2 separate regions of the Sus scrofa genome follow, and region 2 is linked to region 1. Evidence: chromatin contacts called from public Hi-C data. All regions are on one chromosome and are shown on one strand. Each heading gives the region's core, a stretch centred on a gene start, on an enhancer-like site or on the middle of the called end of the contact. The rest is flanking DNA. Distances are from core to core; before and after follow the strand shown. Region 1 holds the start of LOC110257839 (histone transcription regulator 3 homolog). Region 2 holds the start of GEMIN8 (gem nuclear organelle associated protein 8).

The links. A called contact is a pair of places that touch in the nucleus more often than the background predicts.
Region 2: a contact with region 1 is called in a Hi-C map of liver, with 9 times the contacts expected there. The contact joins the promoter of GEMIN8 here to the promoter of LOC110257839 in region 1. A contact is called at or near these places in 1 of 5 promoter capture datasets (liver) and 3 of 47 Hi-C or Micro-C datasets (embryonic fibroblasts, heart right ventricle and liver).

The regions. Positions count from the first base shown.
Region 1 is chrX:9,501,544-9,506,759 of Sscrofa11.1, reverse strand. LOC110257839 (histone transcription regulator 3 homolog) reads left to right here and starts at 1,606. Exons shown (of 4, transcript XM_021080605.1): 1 at 1,606-1,684; 2 at 1,721-2,178; 3 at 3,106-3,358; 4 at 5,149-5,216. The coding sequence starts at 1,606. The coding sequence ends at 3,330. PRPS2 (phosphoribosyl pyrophosphate synthetase 2) reads right to left here and starts at 1,726. Exons shown (of 7, transcript NM_001243801.1): 1 at 1,486-1,726. The coding sequence starts at 1,607.
Region 2 is chrX:10,668,609-10,674,246 of Sscrofa11.1, reverse strand. GEMIN8 (gem nuclear organelle associated protein 8) reads left to right here and starts at 3,060. Exons shown (of 5, transcript NM_001244865.1): 1 at 3,060-3,186; 2 at 4,602-4,670.

The DNA.
Region 1 (5,216 bases), core at 357-2,856:
AAGGTAACTCCGTAAGCAATGCCCGGACTTCATGCTGAGTGGTTTCTGAAATCTCTTGATTTCCAATTATCAAGAGGCTGTTCTAAAACAGGCAAAAGCAAGTAATTTCTCCTTGACTTACAGGCCACCACCCATTATCACACTCTTCTGAAAGCTCCTGCAACGTGCATGGGACTGGCAAAATGCTGCCGCATTCAAACCTAGATCGACGATCCTTCTCCAGAGCCCTAGGCATCCTCCAAGACCTCTGGATGCCAAGCGGCATTCTTTAGCTGAATGACTCCTGCATTAGTACCATCAGACACCCATTCGCAAATGTTTCTTCACTTCCATTACCGTCAGGGCAGCATACCAGGCATTTTCCACCTGGAAGAAGGGCTTCCCATATCCCCGAGAGCTGACTCAACAGCCAACTCCAGCTTCTGGACATGGAGTAACATCTCTCCTCCGTATCTAAGCCATCTTGGCCTAATTCAAGATCATTCAATTGTCTCCCCTGTTTCCTCCGAGAAGTTTCTAGTTTTAGGTTTTTCATTTAGGCCCGTGATCCATTTTCAAGTTCATCTTTGAAATGGTGGGAAGTACGGATGCAGTTGTTTTTATTTTTGTTTGGGGGATGGTTTGTTTGGGGGGGGGTGTCTGTGTTTGGTTTTATTTGGCAGCTGCAACAACTGTGCCAGCACCACTTGTTGAAAAGGCTGGCTGAACTGGATCTTTGCCAAAGATATCTGAGGGGGCCACCGGCCTGACCTCACTGAACAGAACAGACTACTTCTTGTGGACCTGAGACAGAGGCAGCAGTTACCCTCAAGCCATCATGGCCTTGCTGCCGGACACAGCAGAGACCCAGGACGACGACGAAGCTGAAAAAAGTCCATCAACTCTGAGGCAGAAAAGTTAACAGCACAGGGGATCCCAGCACGTGCGCCCGCGAGTTCCCAGGCTCTAAACACTATGCAGGACCACAACCTGGATAACTCAGACACCAGCACCCTGGACGCCCAACTCTGTCACCTGTGAGCTTTTAAAACGCCCCCAGACTCGGATCAGAATCTCTGGGGCATGGCAGGGAAGCGGCATTTTCAACCGTCCGCGGCGAATCCAGCGCGCTGCTGGGGCCGGGGACGTGGGCGGGACGCTCCCGACAGAGCCCGCCCGGGGCTTAGGATCTGCCCAGCAGGAACCCGGACCCCGGGTCGAGCACGCCCAGGGGCGTCCCTCCCCGCGTGCCCCGCACCGACGCGGTTCCCGCCGGCTGCACCCACCTCTTCCCGACACCCTGTGACCGCCCCGAGGTCGCTCTTCCGGGCTGGGGCCGCCCTCCTCGGCTTCTCCCGGACGCCGCGGCGGTGGCGCGGAGGCCGCATAGTGGCCGTCCCGCCCCGGAAGGGGAGCGGGCGGCCGCGGAGGGGGTCCCGGGCGGGCGCCGGCCCCGGCCCGGCCCCGCAACCGCAAGCCCAGCGCCCTCCCCGGCTCGGCCCCCACCTGGTCTCCTGGTTGCTGAACTTCTTGGTGACCACCTTGCCCAGCTCCAGGCCGAGCCGGTCGGCCACGCGCTGGGACAGGTCCTGGTGCGAGCTGCCGCTGAAGAGCACGATGTTGGGCATGGTTGCGCGCGGGGCTACAAGCGGCGCGGGGCGGCACAGGCGGCAGAAGCACGGGAGGCCCCGACGAGAGCGGGAAAGCGCGAGTGGAGGACACCAGCAGGAGCGGAGCTAAGAGGAGCTGGAGGGGGCGGAGCGGGCAGGAGGAGGAGCCGGAGAGACGGGGCTGGAGGAGGAGGAGGAGCCCGAGGAACCGCAAGGCGCAGCCGCAAGTCTCGGAGGAGGAGCTGGAGGGAGGCGGAGCTGCGGGAGGAGGGGCGAGAAGAAAAGGAACGCGCAGTCGCGGAATCCGGAGGCGGAGCTGGAGGGCCCCGGACGGAGGAAGGAGGGGCTGCGGGGTGGGAAGAACGCGAAAGCGCAGCCGCGGGCTCCGGAGGAGGAGCTGGAGGGGGCAGAGCTGCGGGAGGAGGGGCGAGAAGAAAAGGAACGCGCAGCCGCGGAACCGGAGGCGGAGCTGGAGGGCCCCGGACGGAGGAAGGAGGGGCTACGGGGTGGGAAGAACGGAAAAGCGCAGTTGCGGGGCTCGGAGGAGGAGCCGAGGGCGGAGGAGCGGGAAAGCACAGCCGCGGTTCCGGTAGGAGGAGCTGGAGGGGACCGAGCTGAGGGAGGAGGGGCTTGAGGAGGAGGTGGGGTGGGAAAGGGCAGCGGCGGAACCCGGAGGTGGAGCTGCCGGAGGAGGAGCTGAAGGGAGAGGGGCGGGGGAGGAGGAGCTGGAGCGGGAAGGGAGGAGGCGGGGCGGGAGGAGAAGCCGGCGGAGCGGGAGAGGGAGGGGGAGCAGGCTTGGAGAAAGTTCCTGCGAGTGCTGCCAGGCGGGGGATGCTAACACCAAGGCGATAGGATGAGAAACCCTGGGTGGCCTGGCTCCAAGGGAGAGCTGCGGGACCCTAATCTTGACTTTTCTGTCCTGCTTCGCGGGGGCGAGTCAATGAACCGGATTAACTGGGCACAGAGGGAGGGTGCGGAAAGTGGCGATGGAGGCGCCTTGCAGCCAGGAGCGACCCCCAACCTGGAATAACCCAAAACCCGTTGCAGATCACTGGTGCCCAACTGCAGGGGGTCTGCAAACGCATGCTGCCTGTTTGTACCAGAGCGCTAAACATTGTTTTACTCTTGAACATGTGTGTATCGATGATAATGACGACAATACCTTTGGACTCCAATTAGAAATATTATCCCTTTCAAAAAGGAACACCTTTCTCTCATTAGTGGGTGTGTACTGCAAAAAAAAAAGAAAAAAAAACCCACTCAATTACTATTCTAGTTTGGATTCCATCAATAAAACATTGTGAAAGTTTGTTTTCTCTCTTGTTACATATCTACTTACATGATATCCTCGCCGGTTTTCCTCTTGGCCCACAAATCCTGAATTATTTACCTAGGTTCCTTGAAAAAGCCGCAATGCCAGGGGCCATCTAAGCCCCGATCACAGGTGGAAGGGGCAAGATTGCTCTTGATGGTGAGTTGGATTGAACCAAGGCCCTTCCAGATTCCTTATTTTTAGGTGAATGCGGCAACCCTCCAGCCAGATCGCAGCAACTCAGAGGACTCAGGTGGCCCCCAGCAGCAGCAGCAGCCCTCAACCTCTTTGGAGGCGCCACTTTTCCCTCCCTCCCTGCAGACAGGAGCCAAAAGGTTTTCTCAAGAGGCAAATACAGGCATAGGAGAAGGCGATGTGTTACATGGTGATGGAGGACGCGCAGTGTTAATGATGCTGGTCACAGTTTAACATTCCTCAATGAAAACGCATTAAACAGGTAAGATAAATGTCTGGGTTTTTACCTGACATTGCTGAAAATTGCCTCTCCATCAAGAAGACAAGGCCACTTGCAGGTTGTAGGCTGCTCTAATTTGACTTCATACTATTGGGCATTGGGGGGTTGTTGGGATAATTCAAATCATTGGAATTTTTCATCCAGGTCTATGTACTTTGCAAAATAAACTACCTAGTCCATCAAGTGTTTCTATTAAACTCCTACACCCGCCTGCTTACCAAAATATTGCCCCAAACACTAATTCTGGCAGCTCTTCTGCCCTCTTTTCATTCCACCTGGAGATGTGTAGGTGCTCTATTTTTTTTTTTTTGAAAGAGAAAACCCTACTTGCAATGACTTATTCTCTGTGTATTTTATGGATAATTACCATAGCAATGAGATTTATACTCATACTCAACCATATGTCTAAAATTTTTATTGAATGAGTCTGCCAATGTAATTATTTTAAAGTCTCCTAATAAAATTTACTACCAACGATATTACTATAATTTTTATGTACTCAAAATTTGTCTCGTAGGCAAAATATATACACGACGTTCTTCTCAAAGGGAAAGCGGCTTCTTGTTAGCATGGTGAGGCTGCAGTTCTTTGATAACAAAACAGATGTACTCTGTTAAGCAGTAGAAGCTAAAGCCCCTGTCCTCTGAGTCTGTTAATGGCTGGGCGTTTGGAAGCGATGATTGAATTTTCACAAACCATGACTTCAATACTACCAGGAAGAAGTAATATCTGGGTTGGGACAGCTAATAAAATGGTTGTTGGCTCAATGCTTTGATGATGCTTAAATGCTGAGTGTAAACAAGGGGGGACTGTGCCACTGGGATGGATGACAATCATCTAAAATCATCATGAGTAGCAGTCTGTCCAGAAAGCTGTCACTGGTAAATACACAGGCTCAAATAAAGAGCTAGAGATGATTTTTATTTAACGATGAACACTTTCTCTCTGAAGCCCTTTTATTCGTGATACTTGGGCAGAGGAGTCACTCTTCGTTGTGGGCCCTGTCCTGTTCGTTGTAGGATGTTTAGCAGCATCCCTGGTCTGTCTACCAGCAGCACCTCCTCATCAATTGTGACAACCAGAAATATCTCCAGACATTGCTAAATGTCCCCCAAGGACTGAAATCACCCCAGCAAACAAACCACTGTCCCTTTCTTCCTCCACGTTAGCCTTTCCTTGGAGCTGCTTGGGTTTCCTCACAGCTTGGCTACTGGGTTTCAAGAAGATAAGCCTCAAAGAGCAAGAGCATATCAATATGTTCAGTAACCTCTGCTATTGTCGTGTTTGCCAGTATCCCATTGGCCAAAGCAAGTCACCTGGCCAAGACCAATGTCAAAGTGGTGTGGGTCAACATAAGGACATGAACACTAGGTCTACCAGCCCCCCAGTCCACCAACCGTCCACCCTAGGGCACTAGCTTCTTAGAATGTGGAGTTGAGAGAGAATCTGGGAAAAAGAAACACACGTTCAAAGACTCAGGACTAAGAGGATAAAAAGAACATATTAGTATAATTGGCTACATATGATCTCAGGCCAGATATATTGTAAAATGTTATTTTAAGATAAAATGTTAGTGGGGAAAATTAAAATCATAAGATAGTTCCATTGTTAACTTCCATCCTCACTGACTCATGGATAGGACTGAAATGGGAAAACTGATTTGAGTTCGTGACCAGTTTCACTTCTTGTATTCCGCATCATTTAGCCAAGTTCTTTGTATATTTAGAGAGCTCTAAATATTCATTGAATGAATTTATCTGCAACTCTCCTAGGGCTGAGCAATGGAAGAAATGGCCCCTAAGAGAATGCCAAGACACCCCGATGCATCCATTCTACCGTG
Region 2 (5,638 bases), core at 1,811-4,310, 1.2 Mb before region 1:
TTTTCCCATCTCCTCAAGGCACACCATTCCCAATCCCAGGACACACTGACATTGACCGCGGAATTTTAGATGCTCTTTCTAAAGGATGCAAAGTTCACACTCTCACCCCAAGGGAGATTTGGCAATGTTTGGTTCTCTCAAATGGTGCTGCTGGCACTCAGTGGATAGAGGCCAAGGATGCTGCTAAACGTTGTACAGTGCACAGGGCCCCCCATGCTCAATAGTGCCGAGGGTGAGAAACCCTGCTTTGAAGAGTCTCTCTTCTTAAAGGACCCTTTAAAGCTTTGCTAAAACCCAGCAAATGTTTCTTTATAATTTGAGGCTTAGACCAGAGACAAATGAAAGAAAATACGGACGAGTAAGGAAAGGTAGGATTTACACATTTCCACCAGATGGCGCTAAAACACAAGTTAAAAAAAAAATCCAACCTCCAGCCTCCATTTCAGAATCTAGCTTCTCTCCAAGGTTCCGCTCTCTGGAGTAACAATGCCCGTTCTTTCCTGAAGGGATCATTACTTTTTAGGTGCTTAGTGTCCTCACCACCAGCATTTAAATGCAAGTGAATTGCAACGAATAATGACTAAAACTCTGCCTGGAAGACAGAAAAAAAAGGGCCGTCTCCTCGGTCTGCTCTGAAACTTCCATTCCCTCTAGCAAGGAGGGTGTGGAAGAATCTGATAGCTCCTCACCTTCTTTTGGAGCTTTTACCTCAGTACCTGGCCAGCAGACAATTTCAAGACTCCTTTACCGTTAGGATAGCTGTGATGAAGCTCTGGCCACCTGAGCAGAAGTGTTGTGGGCAGTTGCTGAGGTCAAAGCACCGCTTAAAACAGTGATTCTCAACTGGGGGAGGAGTGTCACTTTACTCCCAGGGAACGTTTGGCAATGTCCAGGGACATTTTTGGCTGTCACAGATGGGGGGTGCTGCTGGCATCTAGTGGGTGCTGCTCAACATCCTTCAACGCACAAGAGAGGCCCCAGAACAGAGAATTATGCAGCCTCAAATATGAATTATGTCGAGGTGCAGAAACCCTACCTTCGACGGAAGGGACGTGAATCTGCCTCTCATTTCCCTCTTCCCACAGGCTAGAAGGGAGGTGCAAAGGTGTGCCATTTTGGATTATGCGTGCCGAGACAGCAAACTGAGGTGTGTAGACCCACAAGGTAGGTGGAATGTGATTCCCTGGTCTTGTGGGTCTACTTGACAACTCTGGACACCTTCCACCCAAAAAGAGAGTATATACACACAAACTCACAATACTATATATAGCCTATAACTCCTGGGACTCCAGTAACTACCTGAAACCCATCCAACTCTGAGCCTGCTTTGTTCTGCTTTCTCCAGAGGCCCCCTGAGGTCTTCCTCTCTGGTATTTTACCCCGCTTCCTCCCCCCCCCTTCATGTGGTTTCTTCCCTCTGGCAGGGATTCCACCAGAACCAAAACTGACTTATCAGCTTCCATCCATACCTGACTTTTCCCAGAAGATACCACATCCCTGCTATTCCCCCCTCCCCCCAACCCTTCTATCCACAGAGATCTTATTTCCTCCCACAATCACTTTCTGAACAATGGAGGACAGACCTTGTTTAAAAAAAAAAAAAACAACCCTCAATATAAACGCATTTTCTGGCCCTTGTTCTGCTGTATTTTCTGCATTCCGCTTACCACGGTATACAATTATATAATTTATTGTCTGTGCTAATTACTATTGTCCAACAGACATATATAATTATATAATGCATGCCCCATATAGAATGTTTAATGTTCTTGTAGCCACATTTATAAAGTAAAAAGAAAAAGGTAAAATTAATTTTTATACAAAATACGGTTTTTGGCCTATGGAAGTTCCTGGGCAAGGAACTGAACCACCACCACAGCAGCAACCCAAGCCACTGTGCCTCAAGAGAACTCCCAATTTGTATATTTTATCCAACCTAAACAGTCCTTCCTTAACATGTTGTCACTATTTAAAAATGAGATCTAGTCTTTTTCTCAAACGAATTCTATAATATCCACTGTGTAATATACCCTTACAGCCCGCCTCAATTCAGACTACATTTCAAGCTATCCACTCATGTTAGGAATCTAAGTTGTTTTCACTCTCCACTTTTTTTTTTTTTTCATGTTTCTTGGCATTTTTTTCAGTTACCTGCATCTTTTTTTTTTTTTTTTTTTTTTTTTGGTCAAATAGAAATTTGTTCACAAAGTTTCCATAACTCTATTTGGTTTCGTTTCTATTTATAGTTTCCTTTTTTTTAATTAGTGTATTCAGTATAATAACTTTATTTTCCACTTTTTCAAATAATTCTGCAATGAGCATCCGGTTTACGTCTTTTTCTTCCTTGGAATAAATTCTCAGAAGTGAACATTCTAGTATAAAAATATGCCCCCTTTTAGGGCTTTTGCAGCATTTTGCCAAATTGCCCCAGAAAGGATGTGCCAGTCTTTGAGTGGAGTATGCTTAGTTATTAATGATCCTCTGCGACGCTAACAGAACAGGTATTGCTGATAATGACTGTGATTTTTAAAAATGCTAATAAGCACTAATTTATGTTTATCAGGCACCAGCCACTCTGCACTATTAGTCACCTCTACGGGGCGAGAACCTGCGGCTTAAGGAAGTTAATAAACTAAGGGCTAGAAGTGGACTCAAACTCTGATCTGGGTGACTATTTTCAATGGCTGGGCGTCTCTCCCTGGGGCCACGAACACCCTCCCTTTTAGTTGAAAAGGGAAAGGCTAAGTAAACACCAGGGAACGAAGGTGAGAAAACTGAGAGAAGGGCGAAAAGCTAAAAGCCGCGGAACTGCTGCGGGGACCGCAGCCGCGCAGAAACGACCCTCACCTTCCCGCCTTAACGCCCGACCCCAGCACAGGGGAGGGTCTACAGCCGCGCGCCTCAATCTGGAGGCGAAACCCTACACCGGCGATCCCGACGCCCCGCCCCAAGGGGAGGAGCTTCATTCCCAGCCAGTTCCCCGGCGTGGCGCGGAACGCGGCGAGGACGTGACGTTGACATCGAGGGGCGGGACTTCCGGCGCTGCGCGGCGCGTCACCCTTACCGGAAGCCCACGTGTAGTCGCCCCGGCAACAGCCTCTCCTGCTCCCCGCATCCTCAGTTTCCCACCGGAAGTAGGTCCCTGCTCGCCCACCGCCCAGGATCCTCAACTTACGCGCCCTCGAGGTGACTTCGGGGGCGGCTGGGTTTCATTTGGGGAATGAAGGAGGGTCTTGCAGGCTTCTGAGCCTGGCTTTCTCTGAGGCCAGGAGAGCTGAGGGCTTGGCCGTCACGTTGTCGTCATTATCATCCTGAGGCAAGAGGTGGACACAGGCCCATGAGATCCCTAAATCGTTGGTTAATTGTGAGAAGGAACTGGTTCCAGAGCCTCTTGGCTCTGCCATGCACGAAAATCACTGGATGACTTAAATGCGCAGTTAAGTTAAATTTGAATTGCGCGAAGTGGGGCTCAGGCATTGGTAATTTTATTAAAGCTACCCAGGCGATTTTAATGTGCCGGGAAATGCTACGTTACACTGTCTGGAAAGTGAAATCAGACTTTGCCCACCCAGACCTGTATCAGAAGATCGCCCCGGTCAGCTTCATCCTTAGAGGGATGTCCAGAATATTGGCCCCATCTACTCAAAAATTGTTGTTTTCTTTCCCCTTGCACGTTGACCTCTGTGGGAGGTCAGAGGTTTTGATGGAAGTCATCTGGAGAGCATTTGGCCACCTGTGGTCCTCTCTGCACCTTACTTGTGGTGGAGAGTGTCCTTTCCCACTTTTCTTTCTTAGTAGTTAGGTGGAGTTGAACCAGTAGCCAACAAAGTACCTTTTAGCTCTGAAACCCTGAGAGTCCCTTAGAACAAATCAGAAGTTTCTGAAGAATTTTATTTCTTTCAGGAATGATTTTTAAAGTTGTTTCACAGGCTAGGTTCTGTATTCAGCTGTTTTGGACCTTAAGTCAGAACATTACCTGAAAGTCTCAAGATTAGTAACACAAGTAACGTTTCTGCAGTTACTTACTTTCAGCGTTCCCATGAATTGTGGAGTGGCAGTAATCTTTAAAAGTACAGTTGATACTAATGTAGTTTATAGGAATAACAGTCTCTTTGGGGTGGCACTGTGAACAGAAACCATGTATTTTAAAAGACTGTTGGCTAGTAAGTAACTTTGGATAGGCATAGCTGAAGGCAAGTTTACAGTAAGGTGTACAGATCTTCTCTGTGTTTGTGGCTGTCTTGGAAAAGGATATAAACTAAAGCTCCAGAGAGAATTTTCATTCTAAAAGTGTTTTACAGATGGTGAAGGATTATTTTGGTTTTTAGGATGCCACATTTAAGGATAGGATGGGATGATAAGGATAGATAGGGAGGGAAAAATGAACAAATAACCAAAGAGTAGAGGTCGGAGAATTCACGAAATAGTTGTGTTACTGTTGGAACTCCAGTTGGCCCTTCATTCTGCATTACTGGGTACGAAGGGCCGACTGTCCCCCATTTTGTGTAACTGACCTAGCATCTGCGGAATTTGGTATTGGCAGGGATCCTGGAACCAGTTCCCCACAGTCACTGAGGGACTTCTGTATTTCTCTACAATAGGAAATCCAGCTACAGAACTGTGAAAAAAATGAACGAGTGAAAGAAGAGCATAACTGTTTTTGATCAAAGGTCAGATGATTTGAAAATATCTTTAAAAACATATTCATGTATTTAAATGTCTGCTCTCTGAAGAGATTTGGAGCATTATAGTCAGAGTTATTTGAGTTACTAGCTAGCCAGTGATTTTAGGGAAGGTAGAGGTCGGAGGAGAGTGTTAACAGAAAACAACAATCCCCATAGCATCTGAGGGCAGGAAATATTAGCTGTGATTTTTTTGTGTGTGCTGGAAAGCAAATAGGAAATTTAAAAGGAATAGATGACAGAATCCATGCCTACAGGTAATTGATGTAATACCCAAATGGCAGGGACATAGTGAGTGCCGTTTAAATTTATAAAAGAGAGATTAACGTGGAATTACCCTGTATGTGTTTACGGAAGTAAAATTTGAAAGAATACTCCTGACATCCGCTGGCGATTTTAACCACTTAAAACTAGTCATGGTTTGGGCTGATATGCTCATAACTTGTATTACCTGCCGCCTACCCAATCCTTATTCCTTTATAGTCACACTAGGTTTTGCTGTTGGAAGAATATCCTTGCAATGAAGGGAACTTAACTTTTTCCTCATTGTATAATTAGTACGTCTTCCTGATTTGTGTTGTATTATTAGTACGTCTTTCTCAATTATCCCAGTCTTCAGCTATCCTATTGCCTATTGTGTTTGTGAGTCAGGGGGTAACTTTGTTTTAAGGTGTCCTCATATTTCACTTCTGATTCTTATGTTAGTCACATGGGGATTTGGTGAACTTGCAAATAAATCCATTCACAAATCCATCACCCTTGCTGACACATTAAACAATGCCCTTCTGTGGGTGGAATATTATTGGTATTAAAAAGAATTGTTAACTATACCCTTTCAACCTTGTTTGTGACATTGCTTCTTATTGCACCATCCACAAGAGTAAGTTGGGGCTTGGTGTTGCCGGAATGAGAAGGAAATAAAGCTCAGCTTTTGGCCTCCCTCGCCCATCTGCTTT